Regions from separate parts of the Mus musculus genome. Here regions 1, 3 and 4 are each linked to region 2. Evidence: chromatin contacts called from public HiChIP or PLAC-seq and promoter capture Hi-C data. All regions are on one chromosome and are shown on one strand. Each heading gives the region's core, a stretch centred on a gene start, on an enhancer-like site or on the middle of the called end of the contact. The rest is flanking DNA. Distances are from core to core; before and after follow the strand shown. Region 1 holds the start of Scd2 (stearoyl-Coenzyme A desaturase 2). Region 2 holds the start of Fbxw4 (F-box and WD-40 domain protein 4). Region 3 holds the start of Chuk (conserved helix-loop-helix ubiquitous kinase). Region 4 holds the start of Hif1an (hypoxia-inducible factor 1, alpha subunit inhibitor).

What was found. Promoter capture Hi-C pulls out the DNA fragments that hold promoters and counts their contacts. HiChIP or PLAC-seq counts read pairs in DNA pulled down with a chosen protein or histone mark.
Region 1: a contact with region 2 is called in a FOXA1 HiChIP or PLAC-seq map of pancreatic cancer cells. The contact joins the promoter of Scd2 here to the promoter of Fbxw4 in region 2. A contact is called at or near these places in 1 of 39 promoter capture datasets (liver) and 1 of 115 datasets of contacts at active chromatin or transcription factors (pancreatic cancer cells).
Region 3: a promoter capture Hi-C map of liver shows a contact between it and region 2, with 3 times the contacts expected there. The contact joins the promoter of Chuk here to the promoter of Fbxw4 in region 2. A contact is called at or near these places in 2 of 39 promoter capture datasets (hippocampal neurons and liver).
Region 4: a contact with region 2 is called in a FOXA1 HiChIP or PLAC-seq map of pancreatic cancer cells. The contact joins the promoter of Hif1an here to the promoter of Fbxw4 in region 2. A contact is called at or near these places in 3 of 39 promoter capture datasets (hippocampal neurons and liver) and 1 of 115 datasets of contacts at active chromatin or transcription factors (pancreatic cancer cells).

Annotation. Positions count from the first base shown.
Region 1 is chr19:44,292,240-44,295,322 of GRCm38.p6, reverse strand. It overlaps Scd2 (stearoyl-Coenzyme A desaturase 2), which reads right to left and starts at 1,647. Exons shown (of 6, transcript NM_009128.2): 1 at 912-1,647; 2 at 137-419. The coding sequence starts at 935.
Region 2 is chr19:45,658,921-45,661,909 of GRCm38.p6, reverse strand. Fbxw4 (F-box and WD-40 domain protein 4) reads left to right here and starts at 1,717. Exons shown (of 9, transcript NM_013907.2): 1 at 1,717-2,134. The coding sequence starts at 1,881.
Region 3 is chr19:44,105,919-44,108,981 of GRCm38.p6, reverse strand. It overlaps Chuk (conserved helix-loop-helix ubiquitous kinase), which reads left to right and starts at 1,505. Exons shown (of 21, transcript NM_007700.2): 1 at 1,505-1,694. The coding sequence starts at 1,590. Cwf19l1 (CWF19-like 1, cell cycle control (S. pombe)) reads left to right here. Exons shown (of 14, transcript NM_001081077.1): 14 at 1-345.
Region 4 is chr19:44,561,580-44,564,441 of GRCm38.p6, reverse strand. It overlaps Hif1an (hypoxia-inducible factor 1, alpha subunit inhibitor), which reads right to left and starts at 1,588. Exons shown (of 8, transcript NM_176958.3): 1 at 1,388-1,588; 2 at 902-1,152. The coding sequence starts at 1,564.

The DNA.
Region 1 (3,083 bases), core at 398-2,897, 1.4 Mb after region 2:
TTCTTTGCCCAGTCCAGCTGGTCCAACAAGAACCAAAAAGAAAGGGCCACTGCCTTGGGTCAGAGACCAGAGGCCACCTCTTTAAAGATCAAGGAGAAATCTGAAGTATTGGCCCAAGACAAGGGGTGCTGCTCACCGAAGAGACAGGTGTAGAGCTTGCAGGAGGGAACCAGTGTGATCCCGTACAAGGCTCCCAAATGCAGCAGGGCCATGAGAATGATGTTCCTCCAGACGTACTCCAGCTTGGGCGGGGGCCCCTCATCATCCTGATAGGTGGGGTCATATAGATCATCTTTTAGTTCAGGGCGAACATCTGCTCCCCAGTGGTGAGAACTCTTTTCAAACTTCTCGCCTCCATTCTGCTGTCCCCCAGAAGGTGGCGCTGTGATTGTGGTGGTGGCTGAGTAAGCGCCAGAGATCTGCAATGAGAGGGGGTGGAGAATTAGGGACTGCAGACGCGTGGGGGCAGCAGGGGTTACTTTCCCTCTAATATAACTGCGGGAGAGATGCAATAACGGCCATACCCCAGTGCCAAGGTTGCATGACTGTAGAGCGCACCAATGGAACACGGAAATGTGCAGGCCATCGGGAATAAGCCTTATGATGAAGGGGCAGGAAAGGACGCTTTATTAGCAGCACCCTTAGCAACTCACAAAGGAAAATCTGCGCATATCGAAAAGAGGTCAGGTTTTACTTTAAGAAACACAAGTTGGGACAATCAACTGTACTGAGTAAAAATCCGGTTATCACCCGGTCCAGAAACAATCTATCAAGGTTGAGCAATTCGGAAATGATGGCTAAATGCTCCCAGCTGCTCTGAACTCTCTCCAACCCTCAACAGCCACCCACCTAGAAGTCCAATCTGCAACCGCCAACCTGAGGAGGGGGTGGGGGGTGGGGTGTAAGCTCACCTCTTGCAGTATGTGGGCCGGCATCTTGGCGTCGGATGCTGGGGTCACGTTCCCAGGGATGAGAACGTGCAGCGAGCTTCAGACCTCAGCGACAAAGGGTGCTATGACTAAGTTTCTGCAGCCCGCTGCGCGGTACAAGCTCTGGGCCAGAGCTGGCAGTGGGGTATTAATGTCCTGTATATCCTTAGGTTCGTTATATTGATCAATGACCAGATAAAAAATCAAAAACTGGCTGGCCAGGGCAGCCGCGGGCGGAGATAAGGATAGAAAATGAGAGGACGCCAAAATCGCAGCTTGCAGCCACCGGTGTCCAGGAGTCAGAATACTGCAGACACCAACACCGCATTGTCCCATCCCTAGCCAAGCGGAGGGGGGCGATGCTAATGAGGCCTTCGTAAACTCTGGCTAGTCATTGGCCGATGGGAATTTGGTACCACCTCGTCCTGCTGCTCTCATTGGCTCTGCACAATCTGCTGTTCCCTCTGCCTCCAGCTCCGCCCCCCCCTCCTCCCTTCTTTTTCTGCTCCTGGCTTCTCACCCATCCCCCGCTGGTCCTCCACCCAGCCCCCACCCTGCCACGGGGGCGCTTCAGCGCTTTCTCTGGAAGAGAAGACCCAATCTAGCAGTGGGGGTTGGCTACCGGGGCAGGAAGACGCGGAGAGGTACATAAAGTGGGAAAGCCACTAGAGCGCCGACCACTTGCAACTCCATCCGGTCTTTGCATTTCCAGAGGCGCGTGGGAGGGGAAATGGCTACCACCAACAGAGAGCAAAGCTGAGAGGGGCCTCCCTCCCCAACAGGCGCCTCTGTAGTCCCTTTTGGAACAATGGCTCAGCCTTGCCCACCAGCTCCAGGATGCTTACCAGATAATAACTCGGAGCTCTGGTACTGTAATCAAGTTTTCATAGATCTGTGGCTTGCCCATTCACACTGGTCTGGGTCACCATGGTCACTGTGCACACTCCGAGAGCACAGCCAAGGTCAGTCAGCAGTATCTCAATCCCACCCCTCACCCCCCACTTCCCACCTCACGCCTTGCGAATACATGTGGCACCTTTAGGAGACTCTTTTGTTGAAAGTTTGCAGTTTGCTATCTGAAAACCGCCGAAAAGCATCTAGCCGAGGGAGCCTTATGTATGTGGAGTAGGAACAGAGAGTGGGTATTAAATTATTACTGCAAGGTTCTCTGTGACCGCTCAGTGGGTAGCCCTGTTCTTCCACTCTAAGCAGGAAGAAGGGGACATAGGGACATACGGAGATGGGATAAACTGTTCAGCCGGCAAGGGGAGGAGCTAGCTGTGCTGAAACGCTTTCAAGCCACTCCTCAGAGGACCCTATGACCCTTGAACCTTGGGTGCTCTGACCTAACACACCTCCCTCGCTGCCCCATCTTCTCTGGGGCCTGTGTTAACTCTTTCAAGAGATAGAACTTGTAGCCTATGCAGGCGGTGCATTCACAGAGTACCTTCTGTATCCAGGTCACCCCATTACTGTATCTCCCACCTCTAGGAAAAGGGGTTGATAGACATCTTGTCTTCTCAAGAAGAGAGATGCCAGGCATTTCCTGAGACCAAACCAGACCTCTTGCCTTCTGGTCTCAGGGGCTTGCCAACTCTCTGGCTTGTGACCAGACACCTCCATTGCAGGCCTGGCTCACTGACCATAGCCAAGAATGCTGAACAAGACCAGGTGTCCTCAGCAAATGGCTGGCGGAGGCTCAGAGGTACTGTGTGAAGTTATCTGGAGATGTCACTTCCCCCTGGGTTGTCTGCGTGATGTCTGATCTTTTACTAGCTGTGGGTTTGTCCTTTGTCCTTGGCTGTTAAAAACAAACTCCCTTAGACTGTGAGGCCTTTACAACAGATACTGGCTCCTCACGGTTCTGGGGGCTGGGTATCTATAGCAAAGCCCCAGCAGTTTGATTCTGCCAAGAATGGGCCTTTGATTCTTAGGTGGCCATCTCTGTGTTCAATGGGGAAGGGGTGAGCTTTGTCTCTGGGGTTTCTCTTTAAAAACAAACAAAAAGATTTAGTATTACTTGTAATTATACGGACATGTGTGTGTGTGTGTGCATATGCACACATGTGTGAAGGTACTTGAGAATGCTAGAGGTGGCAGGTTCCCAGGAACTGGAGTTGAGCAGTCTGTGTGGGAACTGAGAATCCAACTCTG
Region 2 (2,989 bases), core at 468-2,967:
ACTCATTCCTGGTCCTTAAAAATGTTAAAAGGTATAGATACAAAAGAAAAAATCTTCAATCATTTTTATATGGATTTTTGGGTTGTTTTCAAGACAGTCTGACTACAGACAGACCAGGCTGGCCTTTAAATTGTGATTTCACTGCCTCCTAAAGTGCTGGGATTACAGGTGTGTCCCACCACTCCTTGGTTCTTATATAGAGTCAAGAAAAGGAAACTTATTTTGCCTTTTTCCCCCCTTTTGGAGACAGGGTCTCAGTATGTAGCCCTGGCTGGCCTGAGATCTGCCTGCCTCTGGCTCCTCAGCTCTGGGACTATTAGCATGTTCTACCACGCCTGGCTCTCCTAAGTCTTACTTCCTAAGTGCTGTCTAATAGAGAAATAACACGGAATACAAAGATTTCTAACAATTATACGAAATATACTGAATTCAGTTCAGTATGTCCAGACTACTAATAATTAACATGTAGTTTAGAATTATGTAAGACATCTCACATTCTTTTTCCTGTCTAGCTCTTCAAAATCAGCTGTGTACCTCACTTATGCTTACAGCACGCTCAGACCTGGAGACCCTGCCTTTCACACACACAGAAAGAAGCCACATGTGATTAAAGTGGCCCCACAGATCCAATGGGACAGCATCGATCTGTACTTCTGAAGCTTAGATTGGTTCAGGTGGATCCAGTGGGTGGTATGGGAAACGGATCCCTAGTAATCTTGTAGATTCAGCTCTGCCTATGTAACGGCTACTAAAAAACCCCTGCTTGGCCACGTGCTGCTTCGTTTGGGAGCTGCGGACTCAGGATCTAGAAGGTTGGTTTTACCTCCCTCATTGTTGTCGAATCATACTGGGACAACCTACAGGACCTTGGTTGACATCCTTCGTGAGACCAAGGGCAATGGAACTTTCTAACGTCTGGCTTGCATTTTTTTAAGAATCTGGTTTGTGGCTTGTGGAAAGAAGGCATCAACCTGGGGAAGAGGAAGCCTCATGGGACCAAAAGGCCCCTTGAGGGCAGAGGCTCAACTTTGATAGTTCCTGAAGCCACAGGCTCCTCTTGTGACGTAGGTGGGAGTTTTCTGTGAACCTTTCAGCAATCTGTCTGTCTGTCTGTCTCTGTCTTTTTAATTTGGACAGTCTCTTGCTCTGTAGGCCAGGCCGGCCTTGAACTCATGGCCATCCTCCTGCCTTAGCCTCATGCCGGGATCACAGACGAGAGCCATCAAGCTCGCTTTCTCCATCCGGTCTTGAAGACACACGCTTCAACTAGATGTTCCTGGTGCTCCAGAAGATGGGGATGTCAGTGACCAGGTTGGGGTTCGCACCCCGAAATACAGGCGTGAGGGGCGGGTCTCGGCTTGGGCCCGCGCCGCCCCATGTGACCCGGTCCGACGTGGTGTCGCCTCCTCTCGAGGAGGCGGTGGCGTCTTCGGCTGTGCGTCGAGCCGGCCCCGCGGCCGCTCATGAGCAGCCAGGGCCGCTCGGGTCCCCCCGGGAACCGCGGGCCCAGGGAAGGCGAGGGCGGGGAGGCGAGGAAACTGCAGGAGGCGAGGGTCGCGCGGGGAAAGCAAGGGAAAGGGAAAGGGAAGGGGAAAGCAGGTACCGGGCACGGCGGAAGAGGAAGCGGGGCGGAAGGAAAGCCGGGCCTGCAGCCGGAGAGGAAGGCAGCGGGGCCGGCGGCTGAGGCAGGCCGGGGACAGGAAGGCGAGGGAGGCGAGGAGGAAAGGCCGAGAAGCTCCGGGAAGCGGGATGAGGGCAGCGCAGAGCCGGGGAAGGAGGAGCGGAGGGTCGGGGCCGGGCGGCGGGAGGACGACAGCCTGGAGAGAGGACAGGAGCAGGGACCTCAGGCGTGCGGCGGCATCCCGGGAACCCGGACGGCCATGGCGGAGGACGCGGCGGAGGATGCCGCAGCGGCGGCCGTGGAGCCGGCCACCCGTCCGGCCGCGGGGCCCGCGCTCTGGCGCCTGCCGGAGGAGCTGCTGCTGCTCATCTGCTCCTACCTCGACACGCGGGCCCTCGGCCGCCTGGCCCAAGTCTGCCGCTGGCTGCGGCGCTTCACCAGCTGCGACCTGCTCTGGCGCCCGATAGCCCGGGCCTCGCTCAACACCGGCTTCACGCGGCTCGGCACCGACCTGTAAGCGCCCGCTCGCCCGCCCGCTCCCCGCCCCGGGCCGGCCAGCGTCCTGGGAAAGGGCGGGGCGCCGAGGCCTGGTCGGCTCGGGACCGTGTGGCACCCGGAATACTGAAGCCCAGACTTGCCCCCCACCCCCTCCCTCTCCCCTCCCCCAGCACCCTCGAGGAATACTGGTGTCACCCCTCTTCAAGATTCCCCAACCCGAGGAAACTTCCGGAGAGCATTCCTCAGTCGGCACCCTCCCCCGTGGGCGGCTACTCACAGTTAGCCATCCTAAAATGAGTATTCCCAAAGGTTTGGCTCCCTGGGTTCCTTGCCCTGTGTCCTGTGCGACAGACAGGACCTGAAGGGTGACTCCTGCTGGTTCTAGGGCCCAGGCCCAGGTCCACCAACGTGGTTTTTGTGGCCTTTCGTCCTGCCCACCCTCTCAAAGGTTGTTAGGTTTCAGGGCTCAGATCAAATTAAATGTGCAGAAAAGGGCTCAGAACCTTAAAAAAACAAAAACAAAAACAAACAAAAAAACCTTTCAGTTCCATTGTCAACCTATTTTAGGACTTAATTCAGGTGGAAGGACCCACAAAAGATGTCTGTGTGAGGCATCAAGTTGGATTTGGGGTAGGCGGTATCCAAGATAGGCAGTTTGACCTAGTAATATCTGAGACCCGTGGATGCAAACCATTCCTAAAACACTCAGGCTGTTAAACAGGAAGGGGAGAGCGTGTATGACAGTCACAGAACTGGTCAGGATAAACGCTTTCAGACTGCACCCTGCTCTTGCTTTGTTGTAACATATGCGAATATAATAAAGTTTTAAAAAACCGTAAGAAATGATCATTTGATGCACTCCTATTTCCA
Region 3 (3,063 bases), core at 256-2,755, 1.6 Mb after region 2:
GCACAGGAGGACGCTGCAAGCTGGAAGCCAGAAGACAGGAATTGGTCATTGTTCCTGTATAGACCACGAACAGTTTCACTTTGTTCTCATAAAAATCTCCTGACCTCCATTTTGTTTCTGAACAACAAAAAAACTAAAACAGTCTTGGAAACCTGAAGATTGTGGAGCCTGACAGGAACCATTTTACAGTTAAAAAAATTAAAAGGCCAGGTCTTTAATCTTAGCATTCTGCAGGCAGACCAGTGAGTTTTAAGGCCAGCCTGGTCTACATAATGAGTTCCAAGTCAAACAGGGCTATAGCAATAAACCTTGAGTTGCATTTTAATTATAGAATATTTAAAAAGCAAACTCACTGTAGAAACCAGTTTGAGTAATTTAGACAGAATTATCTTGGCTGGAGTTTTCAGCATCCCTCGAGTACAAATTATGAAACTGCATCCCACCTGTCACTCCTGGCTCTACCATACACAGCAAATGAGGTTTCATCCTGTTACATGACCGTCTCCTCTGCTCTAAAGATGCTCTCTCAGAGCCTCATTTCTATTACCTTCAAGTTTAATATTCCAATTCCATGAAAGATATGAAAATAATAGAAACCAGTTTATCGAATACCACTCACTATTAGTGACCCACAACATCGAATTGCATGCTGACGTTGAGAATTTGATTTTATGCTGACTCTTACACTTTTGAGTTATTAGCATCGCTAGCTTCAGCCCGGTACAAGCTTGTAATCCCAGTCTTGGAAAGACGGAGAAATACGTTCTAGTCCAGGCTGGACTGTATTGAGATCCTGTCTCAGAACAGGACACCTAGAGTCCATGAAGTGGATAACCCACTCAAATGGCTAGGTGGGTTGGCTTTCCCTGTGCAGCCCACCACTCAGAAGTATGCCTCTCTGGACCGAGAGCTCCTCCAGGCTTGTCTTTATAGCCCTGTGGTGCACCTCAGAAACAATTCCAACTCAAGTCGGAGAGAACAAGGCTGATAAACAGTAAGGTCGGTAGGGAGACTCACGAAGTCGCGAAGAAGAGTTTTCACTCTGGAATAAGTCACATCCTTGGTTGGTTTGGGATTATGGAGAGATTCTGATTTACAAGGCTAATGAATCAACAGGGCGGTTAGCGCAGTTTTCTTTAATACTTATGGTGGCCTTAACCGGTGCCGACCGGCGAGTGTGGTAGGATTCGAGGGGCAGAGGGCAGGGCTCTCAAAAAGATGAAATGTGAATGAGGTAGGGACAATGTGGATTTTAGAGTTTGGAGAGAGATCTATTTTAAATAAAAACACGTTGTATGAAACCTTCAAAGAACTAATTAAAAAATATCTATACAAACAAAAATAAAATAAATAGGAACCGCACGCACGATGGTCCTCGCAGGTTGGAAGTTGCCCAGGGCAAGCCGCTGGTGCCCAGTTTCCGGCAGCACCAATCCCAGGGTGATTCCAGGAGCTCGGGGCGGGACTCTGCATGCGGAAGCTAGCGGAAGTGACGCAGTCTCGCGAGACGGAGGACTCCGCAAGCCTCGGCGGCCCGGAACCGGCCTTAGACCGGCGGCGTTGCCTGAGGCGGCTGGCGCTCCCGCCCCATGGAGCGGCCCCCGGGGCTGCGGCCGGGCGCGGGCGGCCCCTGGGAGATGCGGGAACGGCTTGGCACCGGCGGTTTCGGGAACGTCAGTCTGTACCAGCACCGGGTGAGGCGGGGGGCGGGAGCCGTGGCGCGGGCTCTGTCTGGGCGTCCCTGGGACCCGAGCTGTCAGTCAAGGTGGGAGGAGTGGTGGTCGCGACCCTGGACGGGGCTGGGGGCTGGGGCAGTGAGCGAGGGCGAGCGATGGAGCATCCTGCGCTTGTGAGCCTGGGTGGCCGCGGTCCAGGTGTGTCGGAGGTCCCCGGGCAGTGAGTGACAGGCAGCTGTTGCAGCTGTGTGTGGTGATGAGGAGTCTGTACAAAGTCGAGTGCCGATGCGTGTTGTGTGTTTTGTGTATGTGTGTTGTGTGTGTCTCCGTGTGCCTGCTCACACTCCCTCGGGAGCGAGCGGTGTGATCCACTGGAGACTGGACTAGACGAGAAACCTTACGGGTGTGTCCAGAGTTGACCCTTGGGAAACATTGACAGACTTTGGAATTGGAGCGTTTCAGGTAAAAACCAGGGTGAGGGTAAGATGATGAAATCGATCCTTGCTTCGGAGGAAAGAAAATAGAGGGGTTTGTTCTGCAGAAGACAGCTAAGATCAGGCTCAGGAAATTTGTTTTGATTTATCGAAGAACATGTAACCGTTACAACAGCAGTTATTCCTGTCCTTAAAAGGTTTTCAAACTAACAGTCACTTTTCTTACTTTAACGTGTTGTTGTTAATGTTCGGGGTGGAACACAGGACCTTGCACATGCTAGGCAAATGGTCTACCGTTGGGTTACAGCCTCAGCCCTAGTTAATCATGTTTGAGTTGTGGGTCTTTTGAAAAGTCAGTAAAACGCATCTTTTCTCCGGAAAAAAAAATCATATCAATACAAGCCAGTGCATTATTAGTGAGGGTTTTGCTTTCCTGAAGGGTGTAAGGAATAGATCTTGAACACCAATCATTGTAGTATAGGATTTGTTGACTGTAAAATATTTAGAAGAATATACATACATTCTGGGCCTGCTTGAGAGTTGAGTCAGATGGTAACAGAGACGTTAGGAAGTACAAGATAGGTACTGTAATTCCGCTGATAGCTCTCCACTGTCAAGTTATGGCAACCCTCATTACTTGGACTTTTATAAAAGGAGCAGTAAGATAAAAATGGTGTTCTGGAACATCATATATGAGGAATACGTTTTAATTAGAAAAACAGTAAGCCAATTACAGGACATGAAATGATTTAGTTGATTGCTATATCAGGCGCTGATGGTACCCAAATCAACAAGAATAATATGTTCTACTCTGAAGGAGCTTTCCGTTTCAGAGAGGGGGTGGGCATGGTGGCATCCTCTTGTAATCCTAGTATCAAGGGTTCTGAGGCAGGAGGATTTGGAGTTTGAGACCTGACTGGGTGGCTTTCATATCGTGCTCAAGGCCGGTGTCA
Region 4 (2,862 bases), core at 339-2,838, 1.1 Mb after region 2:
GTCAATTTCAGGGCTAAATCCAACAAGCAATTATTGCCTTACTCTGTGCACATGCGTGTGCGTGTGTGTGTGTGTGTGTGTGTGTGTGCGCGCGCGCGCGTGCGCGCTTTAAATGTCAAAAGGGCTGCAGAGATGGTTCATCGGGTAACAGCTGCAGTAGGAGACTGGGACCCACATGGCTCGGTTCCCAGGACCCACTTGGCAGTTAACAACTATTTGTAACTCCTTTGCAGAGAATGGAATGCCTTCTGCCCTCTACAGGCATTAAATACACATGGTGTGCAAGGCAAACAGGTAAACACTTTAATCTCAGCACTCAAGGCAGAGGCAAGAGGATCTTATCGAGTTTGAGGCAAGCCTAGTCTATATGGCAAGTTCCAGCCAGTCCAGTTAAGAGCTCCAGAGTGAGTCCCTGCCCCGCCCCCCCCAAAACAATAGCAACTAAATACAAACACCTGCACACATAAAACACAATCTTTTTTTTTTTTTCAAGAAATCAAAAGATCTTAAGTAAAAATCTTCCATTTTGAGCTTGAAATTTTCGAACCCTGGGACAGCCCTCCCAAACAGAACCGCACAATGATTTAACTGGACATATGCTATCAGGCTAGTATAAGTTCCACATAGGCACGGTCAAAGCCTTTCTTTCGTCTGACTGACCCTGCAAAACAACTGTCACTCTAACTACCAAAGACAGGAAATTGGACTCACAGTTCAAGGCTAATGCTGCCCTCATCCACTAAGCTAAAAAGAACCATCAAGAACTCAAAGCGCAGAGCAGAATATTCACTCGTGGAACCCAGAGGCTTGGAGGTGCCAATCTCTTCTTACCCAACTCCACCACACCTTCAAACAAGTACAGGAAAGCGGATGCCCTGGTTCTACTGACGGGGCAACTTACCGCTCTTCTCCCCCGCGCTGCTGTATAGCTTGTAGTTTCTCAACGAACTCATGAAATTTAATTTCCTCCCTGTTGGACCTTGGCTTAAAGTTCTGGAAATTGCCCATCTTCTTCTCATCATAGTATAAGAACTTATGGGTGCTGGCACTGTACACAGAGAAATCTCCGTTGCCAATATTCTCTTGCAGGTATTCGAGGTCCCACTTCAGTGCAGGATACACAAGGTTTGTGTCGGTCAGCACCACTGGCTCCTAAGCAAAAACATCAAAAAAAAAAATCAATGAAGTAATTCCAAGGCGCTAATATGTTCTTCTCGACGATATCTGTACTTGTCAAATTCACAACAGTGTCTCCTGTCACTCTCTCCTGACGTAGCATCTCCCTTTCCCGCCTCTCAAGCCTCTGTCCACAATCTGATCAGTGTGCCACCTCTCCGCTAACCGGGTCCCTTCCTCCACCCCCTTCAGCAGCAGCCCCGCCCCCCACCTCATTTTCGATGAGCTCTTCCGCCCGAGGGTCACTCTGGCTCAGACGTGGGATGGGCCTGGTCGGAAAGCTGTAACTTCGTAGCTGGGACTCATCCCAGGCGGGACCCGGAGCTTCGGCTTCTTCCCGGGCCTCTCCAGAGCCAGAGGCCGCAACCTCGGCTGCCGTCGCCGCCATCTCTACTCTAGGGACGGCCCCGCCGGAAGTGAAAGCTCCGCCCTTTCCGGAAGCAACAACAACGAACACCATAGAGATGGACTGCAAGAGAAACCGATCGAGACCTTTTAAGTAGGTGGGCGCCTAGGTTGAAGGAGCGCTCCCTAGCGGTGACCTGCAGGACTACAGTCTAGGCTCCATAAGGCCGACTCGCTTAGTTCCTTAGAAAAGGGACAAACAAGCCCACGAAATATTGCTGCCTCCCTATGTTCAAGCCTACAGAGGCAAAGACGGAGGCAAGTGTAATTAAGCTTTAAGCTTTACTCTCTCGGGTGGGGAGAGAAGCCAACGCTTAGATCCACTTAAGAAATCACTAGAAAAATCAGTTAGCACATAGACCTTGGGTAAAGCTGTCCTGAAGGCTTAGACAGATGATTAAGGACAAACTGAATTCATTCAGAATCTAGAGAAGATCAAGGGCTTATAGTTCCAATTACTCCAGACGCTGAAGCAGGAAGACCACTTGAATCCAAGAGTTCAGAGCCAGTCTGAATAACACAGCAAACCACCATCCCTTTAAAAAAAAAAAAAAGTAATATAAAATCCATTTTTGTTCAGTATTATTTGATTTTTCTGCATATAGCACTATCTCACCTACTTAAATCTAATCTTGCAATGAGACCAATGTTATGCAACCACAGATATTCACATTTTCCAACAATACATACTGGTTATAAGAGAAGGTATTAATTGTTTTGTTTGCTTACTAGACTATTCTTTTTTTTTAAAAGATTTATTTAATATTATACATAAGTACACTGTAGCTGACTTCAGATGCACCAGAAGACAGCGTCAGATCTCACTATGGGTGGTTGCTGGGATTTGAACTCAGGAACTTTGGAAGAGCAGTCAGTGCTCTTACCCGCTGAGCAGTCTCGCCAGCCCTTACTGGACCATTCTAATGAATACCTACAGGAGGCCAAGATTGTCATCCCATGGTGTACATATCCTATTTAAGTCTCTCCCCTTAAAATGACAGTAGGAACTGCATCTATGACAGGGTGGTGTCCCTGTAGTTAGGTAACATTATATGGCAAATATGTAGTCAAAGTCCCTAACCAGTCAAATTTGAGGTCATCAAAATGGAGACTTATCTTGAGTAGGGCAGACATTATCTCTCTAGCCCTTTAAATCTGGAAACATTAGTTAGAGACAAAAGGCTTGGGGATTTGAATCCATAATACATGCTCTCTGGTTTGCCTTGAATATATATGTATATTCATATACACACACACATATATATGCATATATTTCAGAAA